Regions from separate parts of the Mus musculus genome. Here region 2 is linked to region 1. Evidence: chromatin contacts called from public ChIA-PET data. All regions are on one chromosome and are shown on one strand. The core of a region is the stretch at or near the end of the contact, and the rest is flanking DNA. Distances in the headings are between cores, read along the strand shown. Region 1 overlaps Myo1b (myosin IB). Region 2 overlaps Myo1b (myosin IB).

What was found. ChIA-PET counts read pairs in DNA pulled down with a chosen protein or histone mark.
Region 2: an H3K27ac ChIA-PET map of liver shows a contact between it and region 1, with 2.3 times the contacts expected there. The contact joins two enhancer-like sites. A contact is called at or near these places in 1 of 15 datasets of contacts at CTCF or cohesin (the NIH/3T3 cell line), 6 of 484 Hi-C or Micro-C datasets (extraembryonic endoderm stem cells, liver, nephron progenitors and 1 more), 5 of 115 datasets of contacts at active chromatin or transcription factors (cardiomyocytes, embryonic stem cells, hepatocytes and 1 more) and 4 of 9 other capture datasets (adipose tissue, embryonic stem cells, liver and 1 more).

The regions. Positions count from the first base shown.
Region 1 is chr1:51,765,844-51,772,557 of GRCm38.p6, forward strand. Myo1b (myosin IB) reads right to left here. Exons shown (of 31, transcript NM_001161817.2): 21 at 4,943-5,011; 22 at 3,161-3,247; 23 at 2,807-2,893; 24 at 979-1,065. Among named protein-coding and RNA genes, the nearest start is that of Gm31636, 150 kb to the left of the region's middle. Within about 2 kb of position 4,463, at least 15 of the 459 cell types and tissues checked have an H3K27ac peak or open chromatin away from gene starts, as enhancers often do. A contact at or near this core is called in hepatocytes and liver, where this site is marked.
Region 2 is chr1:51,890,135-51,896,421 of GRCm38.p6, forward strand. All of the region lies in intron 1 of Myo1b (myosin IB), which reads right to left. Among named protein-coding and RNA genes, the nearest start is that of Myo1b, 23 kb to the right of the region's middle. Within about 2 kb of position 2,082, at least 17 of the 459 cell types and tissues checked have an H3K27ac peak or open chromatin away from gene starts, as enhancers often do. A contact at or near this core is called in hepatocytes and liver, where this site is marked.

The sequences.
Region 1 (6,714 bases), core at 3,213-5,712:
TTTGCTTGGCTTCCAAAAAAAAAAACATGTAAAGAACGTATTCAGAACTTGTCAAATAAAAACATCTGTTAAATGCATATTGACGTTACATCTGAATTATCTCATGAATACTCAGAATAGTCAAAGGATAAGCAACTAAACGTTTTTAGGAGGAACTTTCGGGGGAAAAATAGAGATTATTGAGAGCAATATTCAGGGAGATTTCTGAAGGCTGCTAAGATGCAGAATCAATGACTTCTTAGCTCATCCTCAAATATGTAGAGTAAGAGTTAATGTTACTGGACTAGATTCGAATACTGAAGAGGAATGGTATGGAAAGGACCTTGATCGCCTCCAAGGGTGATTAGGTGCCTCACTGTGTTGGTTAATTATGGAGCAGGAAGACCAGATCCATCCATTTCCTGAAGGTTTTCAGTGCTTGCGGCCAAATTTCCTTATTTACCTGTGTGTGCTTTTTCTTCCCAAATCTATCACCTGCCTTCATCACACAGTCTCAAAACCTTGTAGTTCTCTCAACTTCATGATCTCTGTCATCTCATTCACTCTGCTCTGTGCTGAGCCATGATCCCTTGGACGAAAGCTCCACTCTGGCCCTTAGTGGGACAGCACAGGCAGATAGATGGGAACAATGCCTGCCGCCCTGACGCAGGCCACGGAGGTTGGAAGATCAGCTTCCAACTCAAGGACTGCATTCTGCCTCATGATTTAAAAGCCCATAAATAGATGAAATAAAACTCAGGAAACATGTCTAAGATAAAATATACTGCATTATACTCATTATTTAAAGAGATTAAAATCACATTAAAATGAGAAAATTAGTGTGTAGTTGTTTCTTGGCTTTTTTTTTTCTTAACATGAAACAAAATTAGTCAAGATGACATGTCCTAAGACTGCAGACAGCAGGAAGCGCCGCCAGTTTTCTCGGGTTAGTAGGTGCGCGAGGCTTTACCAGGGCAGGAGAAGTCATGGAGAAAGTACCTTCAGTCCAAGCCAGTAAGCCCAAATGACAGCAACTGCATGCTTACGCCTAGCCTCCTCCTTCAAGCGTTTCAACTCCCTCCGTGCCTAGAACGTTTTAGATAGTAAATAAGAGACAGCCCAATGCAGACCGCACAAATGACCAGAAAAAAGATCCCCCCACCAAACAGGAGAGCCATTATTTGAGAAGAACTGCAGCATAGCAGAGGAACACTCAATTTCAACCCAAGGATCCGATGTGGAGGGGGGTACAGCGGCCTGGATTTCAGTGCATGGAGAGGCACTTCCAGGCAAGGACGACTATGTGGCACCCAAAAGCATTGCATCCTCATTTCCTTTCCTCTTCATTCTCCCTTGTCCCAACTCCCTCTGCGGGTCTGTCACATTTCCTCAGAGCCCGAAAGGCATGGTCTCTCTAGACTTGACTTTACTATGATGCTCTCTGATATTTTTATTTGGATGAATTGAAAAAAAAAGGAACTGTGTGAACAGCAATTTGGAAAACCACAAAAAGTAAAGGTTGTGCATGTGAAGTGCAAGCGAAAGAGTAAGGCTAACAAAAAACACCGACGTCCTTTCCGGTTTGAGCTAGCAGCAGGATGGAAAACTGAATTACACTAGGGGCAAACACAGCTCAGCGGCAGACCGCTTACCTAACATTCAGAAGGCCCTGGGATCAAGCCCTCACACTGCCCAAAACAAATACATTTTGACCAGGATCCCAAATAGTATAACACACTAAAAACTGAAATCAGGCAAAAAATGATAGAACTGTCAGGTTAAAAAGATGACTGGGAAACCAATCTCAGGCACGCTGTTGCCTAAGACAGAGCAGGCCGGGCACTGCCTTTTGAGACATTTCATTCCTGAGACTGGAGAAGGAACAACAGGACCAGCATTTCTGCTGGTTCACTTCCCTAAACTGGCTAAGGAACTAGGCTGGGTTTTACAGACTTTGGAAAAAGCACAAAGGAACAATGTTGGTCAGACTCTGGGAACCTTTTCGTGGAGCCTCCAAGGCTGACTTCTTCTCAAGAGATGGGCTTACAATGCTGACAGGGTAGGCATTAGTAAAAACCCACACGACTCGGTAGAGTTCTGTGTTTCTAACACATTTTAAGCAAAGATGACTTGATTTTCTAGGTTAGAAAATCTCTTGTTCCTTGGGGTGTGTGAATGCTCACAGAGCCCAGAGTCGGCCTGGGCCAGTGAGTTGCAGGGGGGCCTTTGCTTCTGAAAACAAACAGCAATGCTGGCATTCCTGGGACTCTTCCCTGGCAAGTATGGCTAGCCTCACGTGAACACAGATTTCTGTGAAATTTTGGGTGATCCTTCCCTGTACCCATGACACCATTGGCTTACAGTCACCAAAAGATGCCACATTCAGCCTGAAATGCAATTTCATTCAAGGATTAATTCTGGTAAAGCATGCGTTACTGGCATTATTCTGTCAACACACTATACAAACTGATTCAAACCCCAATTCAACGACCATTCTCCACATGCGCCCCTGCATACAAGTATCCCTAAGATCTGGCCAGCATTCAATGGTGAGAGACAGTGGGCACTAACCATGCAAGTTAATTTAGAGAATTAAAAAAAAAATCTATGCTAGAGCCTTATTAGTGATGTTAGGTTTTTGCTCTGTGCATGCCAAAACTTCCACGGCATACTACTGTCTAGCACCCCCGTTTTTTTTATTAATTTGGCTGCTAGATCATGCACTGAGGTACTACTAACTGCAGTCATTCCTCCCTGCTATGCTAGAGATCAGGGTTGGTTCCTGCAGCATTCCCGGGCTCAGTGATGGGAAGTGTGCATCCAGTACCTTCGATCCAAGCCAGTAAGCCCAAATAACTGCAATAGCGTGCTTATTCCTAGCCTCGTCCTTCAGCCGTCTCAGCTCCCTTCGCGCCTGTGGTGCGTTTGAAAAGGAGTTACAGAAAGAGTTAAGGCAGGGAAGATTGCTGCTGCTTCCCAATGGAGATAGAAAAGGAGACAGACACCAGTCACCACAGATGCTGAACGCGAAAGCAGGTGCCGCCACCCACACCGAAACGCTGCAAAGAGCAAGAGGCAAACGTGCTCAAGCCAGTGAATCATTTTCTGCCTGAATCTGAGGGTCTTCGGCTCTGCAGTTACCCCCAACTCAACCGCACCCTCCTCAGGGCCTCTGGTCTACCTGGGTGCCATGCCAGTACGCCGCGATGGTGGTGGCTGCCTCCTTACAGCGCTTCTGATGCTTCAGCTCCCGCAGGATTTTTCGAGCCTATGGTAGAGAAATCATGCCCATGTACCCGTTTATATGTGTGTGTGTGAGTGTGTGTGTATACTTACACACACACACTCACACACACTCATACACTCTCACACAAACACACACACACACACACACACACACACACACACACACACACACACACACACATAATTAAATTAACTTAACAGTGAGTAGAAAATAGTTTCCAAAAAGGTAACAGTGCAAACGCACATGGCCCAGTGAGAAGCTGCTGTGAAAAGCAGTGCATGCCTGGAGACACTGGCACATCAGGGTGGACTCCCACCATGGGTGGGACACGACAGGGACAATATGGCCACACCGAGGCAGACTGCCATTCATAGAAGGTAGACAGTCATTCTCCGTTCTATATGGTTCTCCAAAAGTCCTCTACGCCTCTTTGCTCTTTCTGTCGAAAGTCACTGTGGCTATCCTTTCAAATGAAAAGATTTTTGTTTCTTGTCCACACCAGTGATGACTTTTTAGTAGTTGCCCAAGCTAGGAAGGCACCTACCTGGCTTGGGAATAAGCTTTGGGTCCTGCCCTGGGGGCCTCTATCCTATAAACTGACCAGTCCCAGAGCCTACAGCCTACAGGTCACAGGCCACATTGACTTGGATAAGCCCTTAATCTGGGCAAGGCCTACACCAAGGCCAATCTATGCAACTAGATTTGTAGCCCAGCCTGTACCATTTCAAGAAGCTGTAGACTGACCACAACCTCAAAGTATCCCTTCTGCATCTAAAACATTCTAGGTAGGAAAGCAGTCGGAAGAATCCTGGAGTAGGACTGGAGGGTTCCGGGGTCAATAAACTTTTTCTGTAAAAAGTAAGATAGTGAGGCTTTGAAACGGCAATAAAAGGAGAAGAGTGTGTGTGTGTGTGTGTGTGTGTGCGCGCGTATGCGTGCGTATCAGTGAAAGAGGAGGTCAGGAGAGGATGAGTAAATATCACAGCTACCAGACTCTGCTATTATGGACCATGGACCAAGAGTCTACAATAAATCAACATGGTCATGTCTTTATGTATGGATATTAAAATACATAGTTCATATACTTTTCACATGCTCTGAACTCTTTTCTGCTTTTTGTTTACAATGGTTCATAACATAAAAACCGTTCTTGGCTTGCAGGTTGTATGAACCAGAACACAGGCTGAAGTTTGCCTGTGGCCCAAAGTTCACTGACCCGTGAACCAAGCCTTAGCTGGAAGGATCTGGAACCAGTGTAGCAACTGTGCCCGTGACCCTCTTTCCTCTTATGAGAGCCCTGGCTACAGCCACGAGCCTTCAGACAATATGAGGCAGCTGCAGGGGGTCATCACTGGAAAGATGTGTGGCTAAGACCCACAGGACTCAGGTAGTGGCTGTGAGACAGCTTTCTAGACAATGTGCTTCTCTCAAAACCACTGGGCATGAGGATATTGAGATTATATACAGTGTTATTTCAGGGACTTCCTGCTTAGAGAACAAAGTCTTGAAAAAAAAATAAAGCGGATTAGAAGGAAGCAGCCAAGACATGGTCACCAGGGTTCCCTGCACAGCCCCATAATATTTACTCTTTCCATGAGGCTGTTTACAGAACAGGTGGAGATGAGAAAGCTTCCCCTGCAGAGTGAGCCTGAAGACGTCACCCTTTATGAAGAACCCCAGCTCCCACATACAGAAAGCACACTTACTGAAACTCACCTTCCAGCCCCGGATGTACGACTGAATCACCAGGGCTGAACTCTTTATCTGCTGGTACCGCTTTTGTTGCTGCAGAATAAAGGGGAGCTGTGAATAGTCATATCTGCATAGCTAAAAGGTAGACCTTGCAAGGCCAAAGAAGGGGATCTGTTCACTCTGAGCGGTGGATGCCTGATCATCTACAACCCTAGAAACTGAAAGGTTAGATAGTCCAACACTATTACAGTAAGTCTGCAGTCCACATGAAGGATGCCGATCTTCCACTCTTACCAATGACTGTTCCCTGCTTGATGCTGGGAGGCAGCATTCCCCACACTGCCCACCATCAACAGAGCATTCTGAGTTGACCTATATGCTTTCTTTGCACCTACTTTTTGAGAGTAGTCTCTTCTTGGCATCATTTTCACCAAGCACCATACTGGGTCAGCCTACCTCTAACCATCAGGTTACTTTTAGATTTCCTATTCCTACTCTACTTCAAGTTGGGAAATCAGGGTATCAGTTAAAGTGTAGACAGAACTCCGAGAATGTGTGAGTCTAACTCCATCCTCACCCATGAGGACAGGCTGTGTCAAAAGTCAACAGTGTGAAAGGCACTCAACTACACTTTGGCTCAACAAGCTCCATGCCCACTGACCTTGCTATAGAGTTGATGGCTTAACACAGTGAAGCTGCTAGAGCTCTCCCAAGAAAAGTATACCCTTCCTGTTTTTATTGGTTTGGAATGGATGTTGGGGGGATTGGCAACTCTGAGGAAAATGCAAAGAATTTAAAAAACACTAAAGTCAGGTTGTTAACCTTTCACTGTGGCGCATGATAGTTGATTGCTATTCTCATGACATCTGAGAGCCTAGGCTTCATCCAGATCTTCAGAAGTATTGGAGAGAGGTCGGGAGTATAGATTTTGGCTTGAAATATCCCTCCAAAAAAGCTGAGCAAATCAAGGAGAGCAAAGCAGTAAGCCGTACTCTTCCATGGCCTCTGCATAGTCTCCTGCTTCCGAGTTCCTGCCCTGTGCGAGTTCCTGTCCTGATTCCCTTTAATGATGAACTTGGAATGTGGGGGTGGAATGCTAAGTACACCCTTCCCGCCCAAGTTGTTTCATTTACTGTGTTGATCACAGTAACTAGACAGATACCCAGATACCTACTTTCCCTTGCTAAAGGTGAACTTCATAAAGTCAGGATCCAGGTTGTGGGTCCACTCTGCTAAGGCTGTTTGTAGGATTTAAGACAGATTAATTCAGGACCCATTCAAGCTTAAATGTTTTAATGACTCCAAAATAAGCAGGGATAAAAAGTCTTTCTTGAAGACAGGTTATCTGTCGGTCCTCCATCTCTCAAGCAAACAGAAAAGAGCATCGAGAATGGGCAAGGCTAAGAAAGCGAGAGACCGAAGCCACCAGGCAGGATGACTACCGTCTACTTTGTCTTAGCTGAACGGACACGAACAAATCCAGCCCTCGAGTGTAGTCATTCTACGACTTGGACGGTGGCTGTGATCTTCCTCATTAGAACAAGCATCTAAAGACCCCACTAAAAGACCAAGCACACTTCAAGCTTTTTATCTTTGAAATATATTAATGGTTCCCCAAATTTGGGGATGCTATTATGTATTTCACGAAACTATAGATTTTATCTTGATTTTTGTCTTATGGAAAAACGTCTCCTCAGAAGCAGAGGGAAGCATGTACTAAATAAGACCTGGCTGCAAATTTAATGCATTTTTAAAATTTTGCACAGAAGCAAAGAATGAAGACATTCATAAGCTGT
Region 2 (6,287 bases), core at 832-3,331, 120 kb after region 1:
AGGGGTGGGGTGGAAGTGAGGGTGGATTAAATGTCCATTTTATTCAGTTAGAGCAACACGAACAGAGCTTATCCTGATAAGAGACTGGCACTGTATGAACAGTTAGGGACACAGGAGCAATCACAGAACCTCTCTCCCCTCCCCCCACACCACTCCCAGAAGCCAGAGTTTAGCAGGACCAGCAACAGATGTTAACGTTTTAACAGCACCCCATGTTAAAGTTTTTGGGTGACATTTATTTCGTGTGCACATGAACGTGCCAGGGCACACATGTAGAGCTCAGAGGACAACGGTGGGAGTCTGCTCTCTCGTTTGACCACGTGGGCCAGGAATGGAACTCGAATAAATCATCAGAATTAGTGGCAAATGCTTCTACTACTCACTGAGCAACCTTCCAACCCAAACTGTCCACTTTTGACATTTCAAATGACCTCTCTAATGACTAAGAGAAGTATGTGCCCACTATCGAAAAGAAAAGAAAAGAAAAGAAAAGAAAAGAAGAGGAAAGTAAAGAAGAAAAAGAAAAGAAAATGTAGATGACCAAGAAATTAAAAAAAAACTCAAATCAAGATGCTTACATTGGCCTAAATCCTTAATTTACTAGAATTCTTATGAAAAGCTAAACTCATAAATTTCATTTATGTATATTTTACTTCAAAAAAAGAAACAGATTTCTTGGCAGAGAACCCATGCCCTCACAACTCTTTTGCCTTCCTCATTAATCTCCTCTCTTGAAGTCCCTCCACTCTAAGACAAACCCCACACAATACACAGCATGCCAACACTTCCAATGGTCTCCAACAGCAGCATCTTCATCCAGGCCACAGCTAACTGGGCAATGCACTCTGGTCGGAACAGTGCCGGCTTCCATGGGCCTGGGACCAGGCCACACAAACCACAGTCAAGGGGCTGCAAGCACTGACGTAGAAATTGGTGGAGATGCTGAGAACAAGTCATTTAGGGGAGCCTTGCAGAGGCCACCCTTCTGCAGGAAAGACTGACTCCTGAAGACAGAACACGTGGGGCAGACAGAAAAGCTTCAGATGCCGGGGTAGTTCCAGTTCTGAGCCTCAGGAGGTTCAGCTGAGCTTCTTGCCTTAAACATGGCCTGGCCTGATTTAACCCAGTGTGAGGAGTCATCGATCCTAGGTAGCACACTCCAAGCAAGCCAGCTGTTAGGGACTGAATGCTTGTGTTCTCCCACCTAAAGCTCTATTTCCCGGTTCTGAGGTACTAGAGGACACCAGGAAGGACATAGGGAGATTTTGTCTTTATAAAAGACATAAATGTGAGGGGATACCAATGTTTCTGTAAGCCATCAAGAGGAGACGCAGCAGAAACCAAATTTTGAACTTCCCAGCTTCCAGAGCTGTAAGAAACAAATGTCCATTGCTTAAGCCAACTCTGTCTACAGTGGACATCACAGCATCTCAGGCACTGTGACACACCAATCAATAATACCGAGTGAGTGTGTGTCCCTGCTCCTCCCCTGAGAAAGACAGGCTGGCACTCTGGATGCAAGACAGGTCCTGGCACATGTAGTTCTTTAAAGAGCTGGGTTTAGTGAACCACACAACCATAGGGGTGATTTCTGTTGTTCAATGTATGTGAGAAAGAGGGCTGACATCATTTGTGACAAGGTTCAGACTATGTTAATTTTCACTCCTACCAACATGCTTGCTAAGAGACATTTATATGTGTAGTGTCTATCTCCTGTGTTTATGTCACAAATTATAGTTAGCTGAATTTCCAGTCTTTTATTTCACTGGTAAAGCCAATACATGGGAGGGAGGCCCACTGTCAGCCTTTCTCCAAGGTCTTCTACTAAGACTACTGAATTGCTGCTCAGAGGGCTTTCATTAGAGTTCTAGGGAACAGGCAGTGAAGATCAAATAGCTTTGAACAAGGCCTGAGAGTAAAGAGACAGCTACAAATGTAAGTCCATCAGCCAACAGCCCTGTGTAAGGGTACGACTGTGACATTACGGTTATCTCAGGGTTAACACCCCAGAGGGTGTCTCTGCAAAACCAGAAGTGGACAGAATCACCACTGATCAAGGTCAAGGTTGGTCTCCACCCAAGCACGCAAACCAGCTTGATCAACAAGAGCTGCCTAGGAGCCAATGTCCACTCGCTCACTCCCAGGCAGGCTGTGGGGACTGGAAAGCAGCATCTAGACTTTGCAGTTCATAAAGAGATGGGGGCTTGGGAGGCAGGGAGGCTGTTTCCAGCTGTGGAAAGCAAATCTGACTAACATATCATCTAGACTAATTAGAAGGATTCTTGAGGTGCCGGGATAGTGAAGGTTTTAGATTACTAACCAGCGTATCTCCACCATTATCTCCTGATGGACGAGAATGACTCGGTGGAGAGTCAGGCATCACATCCCAGGCAAAACCTCCCTCCCGACAGAAAAAGCACTGGCTCCAAGAGGGTTGCTCCTCTGCGAGAGTCAGGAAAGATGGGCCACGCTAAGGGGCTTAGAGCCTCCCTGCACTTGCAGTAGTTATGTGCACACCCTTTGAGCTGAGTCCTAAATTGCCAAGCTCTTCAGAGCAACCCAGAGGTAAGATGTCGTCTGTCTCACTGTACATTATCCAAGTCATGCAGAAATAGTTTACCTGGCACATGACCTATAGATAACGCAATGCAAGGCCCTCTACAAAGGTCATGCTCGGAAACAGTAGAATGATGTTACTGAAAAGAGACTGTGAAAAAAATTAATACTTCAGTGAGTTTACAGTTTTGTGTTGGGCCATACTCACAGCTCTCCTGGGCCACAGCTGGCCCACAGGCTGAGGGTGAGACATACCAGGTACAAGGAAGGACCCCAGATGCATACTGGTACAGTCTGTATATCCATCTGAAACTTGGCAATAGTAAAATCAGACTGTAATCCAATGGAATTCACGTCTGGAATTCCAACTTCTGGTCTCCAAACTCAGGACGAGAGCAAGGTGTACACAGACTGGCAGAGAAGAAATGCAGCAGAAACGGCTTTCTTCTTTTGACCTTAAGAGCACACATGCTCTTCCACCGGTCTTTCCCCAAGGATGTCCAGGTACCTAATTTAATCACCTCATTTGCTAAAGACCTCCTCCATTCTCCTGGACTCCTACCTTTAATCTCCGTTCTTCTCTCTGCCAACAAACAGGATCTAGAATCCTCTGGAGATGAACTTCTGGAAGTGTCAGAGTGGGAGTTTCTGGCTTTGGTTTTATCAGACACACCCTACCTGTGTGGCACCATTCGAGAGTTGGGGGTTCAAGACTTAGCTGGGTGCCAGCATCCCTCTCTCTTTGCTTCCTGACTGTGCGTACAGTGTGTCCACCTCCCCCACCATGCCATGACTTCTCTGTGACAGTCTGCACACTTGAATGGTGAGCCAACATAAATGCTCCCCTTTTTTTAAGCAGCCCTTGCAACTTACTTTGTGACAGCAGCAAAGTAACTAGCACACATTCCCTAGGAGAACGCACAGCCAACACCAGGTCCCTACTGTCACTTCCCAGAGTTAGGTCCACTAAGTCATGTCAGGAACTTCAGGAAGGAACATCTCATCAAGGCTCACCAAACAGCCACATCCTGTCCTTCCCCCCTTTGTTTCCTCACACCCCACCGAAGCGTCCCTCGCCTTCCACAAGCCCGGGAGATGCAGAACACTAGTGTTAAGAGGGAACCTGTAATCATGCTACACAACTCACAGGGAGCAGCGTTACAAGAATCAATGAGCTAACGTCTGAAGGGCTACGATCCCTGAGGGACAAGGTAGCCAAACACCATAAACCACTGCTCCATCCAGAAACACAAACTCAGCTGTACGAGGGAATGCGCTAATTATAACTCTTAGACTTCTCAATCCATTACCTCGAGGCGGATAAAAAAGATTCCAAGGAGTCAAATGTTTAGATTGGCGAACCCTGGGACCCCAGTGTGAATGTAAAACTGCTCAAATATAACTGGCAAGCTGACAGCAGTCATTGGCCCCTTCGGATCCACAGGTGCCAAGAGCACCAAGTAATTATTAAACTGAGTACAGCCTTCGGGAAAACCAACTGCCCTTCCAAAAGAATCCACTTACTAATCAGAAGGTACTAAGCTCATTTTGTTCCACCGGATAAAAATCCCACCAAAGTCCTCTAGTGCCCTGCCAGCCCTCTCCCTCTGCTTACACCACCTGTCCACTCAAAGCCTGGACCACTGAATGCCAGAACAGTGCTCTACCGCTAAGCTACATCCTTAAGACTTCTGCCCACTTTACTACTTCATCAGAGCATTCAAACCCAGAAGATCCAAGGTCCACATCCGGTTGCGTGTGCCCATGATAGCTCAGGCCTAATGCTACCTCTCCAAGCCTCAGTTTCCCCACAAAACTACATAACACAGTCTCCCCAAGTTTGTTCCTATAGTCTCCTGTCCCTGTTTCCATCATTGCTGCCATGATTAATTCTAGAAAGGCTGATTTCCTTCATTTGGGGAATTCTAAAGAATATTCTAAAAAAAAAAAAAAAGAAAGAAAGAAAAGCCAGCATATGCCAGTCCACAAAAATCTCAATGTCATTTTCTCAGAAGCAAAGGAAAGCAGCTATCTGTTTCAGACTCATCATGAAAAACATGTATTAAAAGTCTAACTACAGACACCACAGAAAGATATGCATAAAATAAACAGGACAGTCCAGCACACAGCTCCCCAGGCACACACGGATTCTGTGTGCTTACAGCTATCCACACAATGGTCAGCCGCCTTTAACAATCCATCTGGTTGTGAAAGAACCTAGTTATGACATCAAAATTCCAAATTAGTAAATCTACATATTAGCAAAAGTACAACCCTTGAAAGTGCAGCTTCAGTAATAGCTCCGTAGCTGTGGCTAAGGAAAGTCCCTAGGAAGAAAATTCAGAACTCCTGAGCAGCTAGCTACTAAAATAAAGTCTAATAAACTATGTAAACAAAGGGAGAGATGTTTATACACTTACATTAGGAGCTCATGAACGTTTACTAGCTGAGAAGCGATCAAACAAAAATAGCTAGGATGTTCCCCCAAAGACCCCGATAATATAAATCCAGAGGGTAAAGCTACTTTGTAATTTGAAAAGAATTAAAAAAAAAAATGTGCTAACTTGTTACAGTGTATTGATTCACATAAAGTTGACTAAAATCAACAACCACATTAGAATTTGGAAGCATTTTCTGTATCAATTTCTGGGTCCTTTTTCCTTGCAATGTTAGAAGTGACACTATATTTAAGAATCAAAGCTATCCCGACTCTTACTGACTGCACTCTGCGAGATTTATGAAGAGTTGAGAGACAACAAATCAGCCTTTACAGCACGCCATAATAATTTTTAAGTGATGCCAAACATGTTTCCTAAAAACCTACGTTTACAACACGTCTACTTACAAATGTTAACTAAATTTGAATGACAGTTCCGCTTAAACTTCCAACCAACGCAATGGCAGGACGTCCCCTAAATGTTGTCATTCACAGCAGCCAAAGGGCCACCTGTACACCTCTCTCCTTGAACAAAGCATACCTATTATTTTATACAAAAATCCACCTGAGTCAGCTTGCCCATGCAAAGAGCCATCCAACCTGTGTCCCTGGAGGACAAAGAACAAACTGCACCATCAAATCTAGATGGGGAAAAAAGTTCACTTCCTCTATAGGTACTTGGTCAGAAAGCATTTTCAAAACACATGAGATTGTGAGCCAAGAAATTAAAAGGCTAAAACCTTAAAACTGACAGTTCTACTCTTTACATGTTTCATAATAGAGATGCTGAGGAAAGCAGAGTCACTTTGAACTAAAGTAAGAAACGAAGCTGCTTACCAACTTTTCCCCTCCATTGTCTTTTCCACAGACTTCAGCAGCCCTTTAGCACTCGGTTCATACAAAGGGAGAGAGAGACAAACACTCGTTGTAACAGAAAGAACACACTGAGTACAACAAATAGTTTGCACACAGATAAGAAGAGGAAAGTGGGTCAGCACCAGGCTGGCAGAGGGAGCCAGAGCATCTACCCAGGGCCGACCTGCATGATGAACTGCATGGACGTCTGCTGTCGAGCACCGCTGCCCAGCACCGCTGCCGAGCAGCACCTAGCCTGCTCAGAGCACAAAAGAGCAAGGATCTATCCACCGCTTCCCAGGCATTTGCAATCCAGCTGGGACAATTACAATCAACAGTGTGCACGCCACACAGCCTCTTCACCTCAAGATGAGGAGGAATATGGGGATTCGATTTACATTTGCAATGACCAGTAGAGCAGTTGGCATGGCATAGGCCG